Regions from separate parts of the Sus scrofa genome. Here region 2 is linked to region 1. Evidence: chromatin contacts called from public Hi-C data. All regions are on one chromosome and are shown on one strand. Each heading gives the region's core, a stretch centred on a gene start, on an enhancer-like site or on the middle of the called end of the contact. The rest is flanking DNA. Distances are from core to core; before and after follow the strand shown.

What was found. A called contact is a pair of places that touch in the nucleus more often than the background predicts.
Region 2: a contact with region 1 is called in a Hi-C map of liver, with 3 times the contacts expected there. The contact joins the enhancer-like site here to the promoter of BCOR in region 1. A contact is called at or near these places in 3 of 47 Hi-C or Micro-C datasets (heart right ventricle, liver and skeletal muscle) and 1 of 2 datasets of contacts at active chromatin or transcription factors (skeletal muscle).

What each region holds. Positions count from the first base shown.
Region 1 is chrX:35,889,573-35,892,447 of Sscrofa11.1, reverse strand. BCOR (BCL-6 corepressor) reads left to right here and starts at 1,435. Exons shown (of 14, transcript XM_021079595.1): 1 at 1,435-1,619. It overlaps LOC106506945, which reads right to left. Exons shown (of 4, transcript XM_021079602.1): 1 at 1,648-2,875; 2 at 151-375.
Region 2 is chrX:35,937,373-35,940,247 of Sscrofa11.1, reverse strand. The region is part of intron 1 of LOC110257747 (a long non-coding RNA gene); the gene reads right to left. Among named protein-coding and RNA genes, the nearest start is that of BCOR, 48 kb to the right of the region's middle. Within about 2 kb of position 1,472, at least 19 of the 83 cell types and tissues checked have an H3K27ac peak or open chromatin away from gene starts, as enhancers often do. A contact at or near this core is called in liver, where this site is marked.

The DNA of each region.
Region 1 (2,875 bases), core at 186-2,685:
ACTTTCAGGTAACCTGAAATGAAACTTGTCCTCGTGTCAAGGCTGCCTGATCAGTGACACAGAAGGGACAACTGGTTTGGTTTAGAAAACGGGGTGGCGGGGTGGGGAAGAGATAACGATACGGTATACAAGTGCATTCTATTGGATTACCTGCATATATGAATTTTTTAAAATCGCACCCTCTCTCGGGCCACCGGAAGGAGCAGGACAGGTAGCGGCTCTCCAGATGGCAAAGGCAGTCCCCCTGCCCAGCATCTCAGAATCGTGGGTTAAGGTAGATAATGCCTTCCAAGAGATGTCACCACGCAGCTGGTGAGGGCTGGGACTCCGGAGTGAGCCGCACAGATGCACCGATCACAGTGTTCCTTACGTGGTCTGTAAGTTAAAAAATAGCCACTGAGCTGGAAGTCACGCTCCCCGCCCCCACGCCGCCACCACCACCGCCGCCACCGCCGCCGCCACCACCACCACCGGCAGCCTGTGGAAGGGAAGCTACTGAACCTTGTTTGGTGGGTGTACACTCCTTTCCTGTTATATGTTCAGAATCATTTCAAATGCAGTTCCAGGCTGCCTGACCCCGAGCAGAAGCCTACAGAGAAGGAACAGGTGTGTGTGTGGGGGGGGAAATGGCTGAGACCAAGTAAAAGCTGCTTTGGCTATGTGCCCCAGCAAGTTCAAATGCTGCCGGGCTGATTGGCTGGGGGGTAGGGGTGGGAGGTTAATATATTTTTGAATAAGAGTTTCCTGTTATCTGCAAACAGTCAAAAAACAGCTAGAGAATTTATTAAGGTGTAACAGTCCTCTTAGAAGGAACAGTGCTCGGGGCTGTTTTCTCTAAAACCACTTACCGTCAGTGATTCCGTCTATCGTTTATTCAGATACTCACTTCACCAATAGTTATTAGGTGCCTACTATGTGCCAGTCACCATGCAACATGGAAAATATATAGCCTGGAAGCAAACACTACGTTTTGTAGCTGGGCCTGTACTTTTTACTCCAAGGTGAGAACTAGCATAATGTTTAAACCGCCCGGGGCTCTGGGAGACCCAGGTTCATATTCCAAGTCACTTACTAGCTGGAGTACTCTCACAGAGTCATTTAACTGAGCTTTCTCGATGCCTCAGTTTCCTGATCTGTAAAGCAGGAGGGCTTGTAAAGTACTCAGCACAGCGCCGAAGTGGGAGCTACTATTACTGTTTAGCACAATCCCCCCACCTCACCCGAGCTCTGATCCACTGCTTAGAGTATTTCCGAGGCCAGCCAGACCCGAGGCTGGCTAGACCCTCTGCCGCTAGGCTGTGGCCCTGGAAATCAGGTCAGGCGCTAGTCAAGGCGGCGTGTGTGTGTGTGTGTGTGTGTGTGTGTGTGTGTGTGTGTGTGTGTTGGGGTGGGGGGGGCTTTCTTCGCGCGCGGCTTTCCCCAGGGCCTCCGGATAGTCTAAAAACTCACTTCGGAGGAGAGGAAGGAGCGTGAAGTGGCTCTTTCGATCTGAGACATCCCCTCCCGGATAAATCCCTCCCTCCCCCCAGCCCAGCGCGGAGTGAAATCTTAGAAGCTGCCGCTGCAAGGTTTGAACGGAATGCCGGAGTCGGTGGAAGCCAGAGCTGGTCGGCCCGAAGGTCAGCGAGTTGTTTTGAGTTCTCGTACCCGGAAGGGGGGGAGGCAGGGAGGAGAGGACGCCGGGGCCCGAGAGACCCCGCGTCAGAGCAGAAATTGTTTGTGCTCCGGAACAGGCAGCTCAGCGGAAGCCGCGACGGGGGCGGGTCACGTGCGGCGGTGGCGGCGCAGCTGGCGGGGGAGCCGGGCTGGGACAAGGGCCGGGCCGGGCGGGGGTGGCACGGGGCGGCGGCTTTCGCAGCCGAGGGTGGAACCGGCGTACTCCGGGCGCTGAGAGCGAGTGGCGCCCGAGCCCGGGGCGAGGAAGGCGCGCGAGTTATGGAGGGGCTGGGGTGGGAGCCGGCGTGCTCGGAGCTCCGCGTGGTGCGGCGCGGGCGGGACGAGGGATTCCTGGGGGGTGGCGGGGGGTACAGAAGCGGGCCCCCCAGACAGGAGTGGCGATAGCGGGACCGACGCGGAGACCGCGCGGGCGTCTGAACCTCAAGAATGGAGGCGCCGCTCCTGTAGTCGCCGGCCTTGTTTTCTTCTTGCACGCAAATCCCGGAACGACCGGAACCGCCATCCCTGCCTGCGTCCCAGGGGTGCCTCATTACGCGTGGGGGAGGCTGCATCCCGCAGGGCGACTCCGGGCGGGGAGGGCTGCCGAGGCGGCTCCGCGGAGGCTGCGGGCTGGAGTCGTAGGGCACACGACCCACGCGCCTCCCCCCCCCCCGGAAGAGCGGGCGAGAGAAGGCGCGGGCCGTCTCTGGGGGCCTCCCCGGACTGTAGGAGCCGTGCAGGAGCCGCAGAGCGGGAGAGGGTGCTGAAGAGAGACCATCGGCCCCACCTTGAAGACAGGGATGGCCTCGTGGCCGGGGATGAGGAGTCTCACGCTTCCCCAAAGTGGCGAGCGCTACTCCAGCGTGGGAGGGAAAGGACACAAACTTGGCCATTCGCCGGAGCCCTTGAGAATGCCTGACTTCGGTACCCCTCCTCCCCAGAGGGGCCCGAAGAAGTGTCCTCCTCTGCTCCATAGTCCACGAGGTTCAAGTCCGAGGCCTGGAAAAGTGGAGAGTGTGGCCAGGCCTTGGACGGGAAACCCTCCCACGCTCCTCTCCGACGCCACGCGGGAAAGGCGCGGAGCCGTGGCCCCGCAAAGTCGTCCGTCCCCGTCCCCCGTCCCTCCCCCACCCCGCCCCGCCAACGGAGAAGGGCGGCTCTTCCGGAGGTGGGGGCAGGGGGGGAATGACCTCAGAACGGGGAGTAGTTGCTAGTTCCC
Region 2 (2,875 bases), core at 223-2,722, 48 kb before region 1:
AAGGTCAGATAGAATAAACCATTAAGGGTGATTAACTCCAGCAAGATAAGGGGGGATAAGGGGGGTAGAGAGTGGAATGGGAAAGGCTTTCACTTCTTCATGTATTACATTTTAATTTTTTTATAAAGCGAATATATTAAAATATATATAGGAACTCCCCAGTGGCCTAACAGTTAAGGACCCGGCATTGTCACTGCTGTGGTTCGGGTTCGATCCCTGGCCCAGGAACATCTGTGTGCCTCGGGCGCAGCCAAAACTATTGTATATATAGGAGTTCCCGTCATGGTGCAGTGGAAACAAATCTGACTAGGAACCATGAGGTTGCAGGTTCAATCCCTGGCCTCAGTGGGTTGAGGATCCGGCATTGGCCGTGAGCTGCCGTGTAAGTTGCAGACACAGCTCGGATCCTGCATTGCTGTGGCTGTGGTGTAGGCCAGCGGCTACAGCTTGGATTAGACCCCTAGCCTGGGAACCTCCATATGCTGTGGGTGCGGCCCTAAAAAGACAAAAGACCAAAAAAAATTGTATATATAAAAATGTATTTAATCAAAACCCAAAACACTAAATAGCATCATCTGGGTAAGTGCCTGGCCCCACAGTACGTGCTCAATTAATGCTGGCTGTTGGTCTTATCATCATCCACAAACATTTGTGGAGCGCCTTTTATGTGCGAATCATCATACTTAGGCTGCATCGGGAGGCAGAGGAGGACAAAGTTGCTGCCCTCACCTGCACACACAAAACCCCCCAGATGCCCAATAGCAGCGTTTACTTTGGGAGCAGTGAGTGCTCTAGAAAATAAAGGCTTTAAGAGTTGAAATGAGCGAGATCATTTCCAGCTGGCCTCTTCAGGGGAGGTGGGGCTCGCGCGAGGCACTGAGGAAAGGGGAAGATTTCAATAGGCAGAGACAGGGGGATCACAAGAACATTCCAGGGGCAGAACAGAGCTTGGTTCAAAGGGCAGTGGGACTTGGTGGGCATGCGCAGACGTTGCTGCGTGGACATTTGGCCCCCGGCGGCCGGGCTGCGGGATGCGATCGTGCCGGATCCCAGGCACGCCGTAGCGGGCCTCCCCCTCCCACAACTGAAATAACACAATCTCTGGCCCCAACCCTTCCGGCCCTTGGAATGAGGCCAAGATCGACTTTCTCAACAATTCTTGACCCTTGCGGACCAAACGTAGAATGGGAAGGGAAGTAGCCACAGCGATTTTAGAGGTGGGGGGTGGATCCTCTCCCCTAAGCACTGGGGTGGGGGCCCAAGTGCATGCAGGGCACGTGCAGGGAGTGGGGGGGGCGGGAACGTGAGTCCGGGGGCGCGGGGTGTGTGCACGTGTGTGTGCGCGCGCTGCGACGTGCGGCGTGTCTGGGGACTGATGCGTGAGCGTGCACGTCGTCATGACAGGCAGCATTTCCTGTGATTGTCTGCTGGGATGTTCCGGGCTGAGTTATGCGTGCAGGGTGTGCTGACCACATTCCTCAAGGCTAATCTTTCTGAGCCACTGAGGAGGCGGCAGAGGGAAGCCAGCAGCCAGCAAAATATGTCCACGGAACGCGCCCTCTGCCCTCCTAGTATTTCTGGTCGGGACTCGGGTCTCGCGGAGGGTGGGTGGCACCGGGAAGAGGCAGGGAGAGGTTCCCCCAGGGCCCTGACGTGGGTTGCCCCTGCAGGGGCAAATACCACGCCTCGGGTCACCCATCAAGCATCCTGACATCGCCTTCGATCTGGTGCCTGTGCGTCTACACACACAGTGTGTATAGAGAGCTCGGGAGATAAACACTTAAAAAAAAAAAAAAAAGTTAAAGCTTGATTAGCTGAACACCACGAGGCCCTGGGAAATTGAGTTTAAGAAAAAATTTGGATAATTGGAACAGCGGAGAATATCAAGAATGTTAAATACACAAGTCAGCTGAGCACACAGAGTTTACGGCAAGCTCTGATTAAGACGAAGTTTCTGATAATCAAAGTTTTAATGGCAGAGGCTCATTTGAATTTCTTCTGTCTAAAAGGGAGATTAGCTAAAGTGTGCATGGAATATCTCGTGCTATTTTCCATTCTTCCCAACGCTGGTCGAGTCACAGACATGCTTTTCTAATGTAGGTATTTATTTCGTAAAAAGTACTCTATCCTTTCGGTCTGCCCCAAACTACCCCAAACAGGACTTGTCACAGATGTGTTTATCAGATTGTACTGCAAACGCGAGGAGAAGGAAAGTCTGCCTATCGTCTAAGTGATTTCAAAATCAAAGCCATCCCAGGCACACCAGAAGCCTAAAGCAGCCAAGAGATTGGCCAAGTTTATAAACTTCCATAATATGTTTATTGCACGGATGGCAATTACCCAATATCCCTGCCCTCCTGGGTCTTAGATCAGAATATTTCCACAAAAAGAAATCTGTGTTTGACTGCATTTAACCAGTCATAATTCCAGATGTCTGGAATGTTCCAGCACCAGGCGTGGGGGTGGGGAGGAAGAAAGGAAGCTGTTGATCATTCAGCTACAGTCTCGTCGTCATCGTCGTCTGCAGTGGCGCGTCTAGTGAGGCTGTTTGCCCCCCCCCCGCCACCGTCTCCCCGCCTGAACGGCCAGGTGTCACAGGCGCAGTCACTGAATGGAGGGGAAGTGGCTGTCCCCAGCCACAAGCAGGCTTTTCTGTCCGCCTCTGGAAAGCCGACACGTCACATCAGAGACATCATTTCTTAATGAAATGGCTAGCGTGCACCTAATTTATGCCAGGATGGAAAACGCTGACGGGGCAGAAAGGACACTTGCTTCTGCTGTTGCAGGGAGCACATGTGGACCGCATCACTCGGGAATGAATCAGACCCGCGTCCCAGGGCAGTCGGCTGAGAGAACTGCCTCCTTTGGAGCTCCT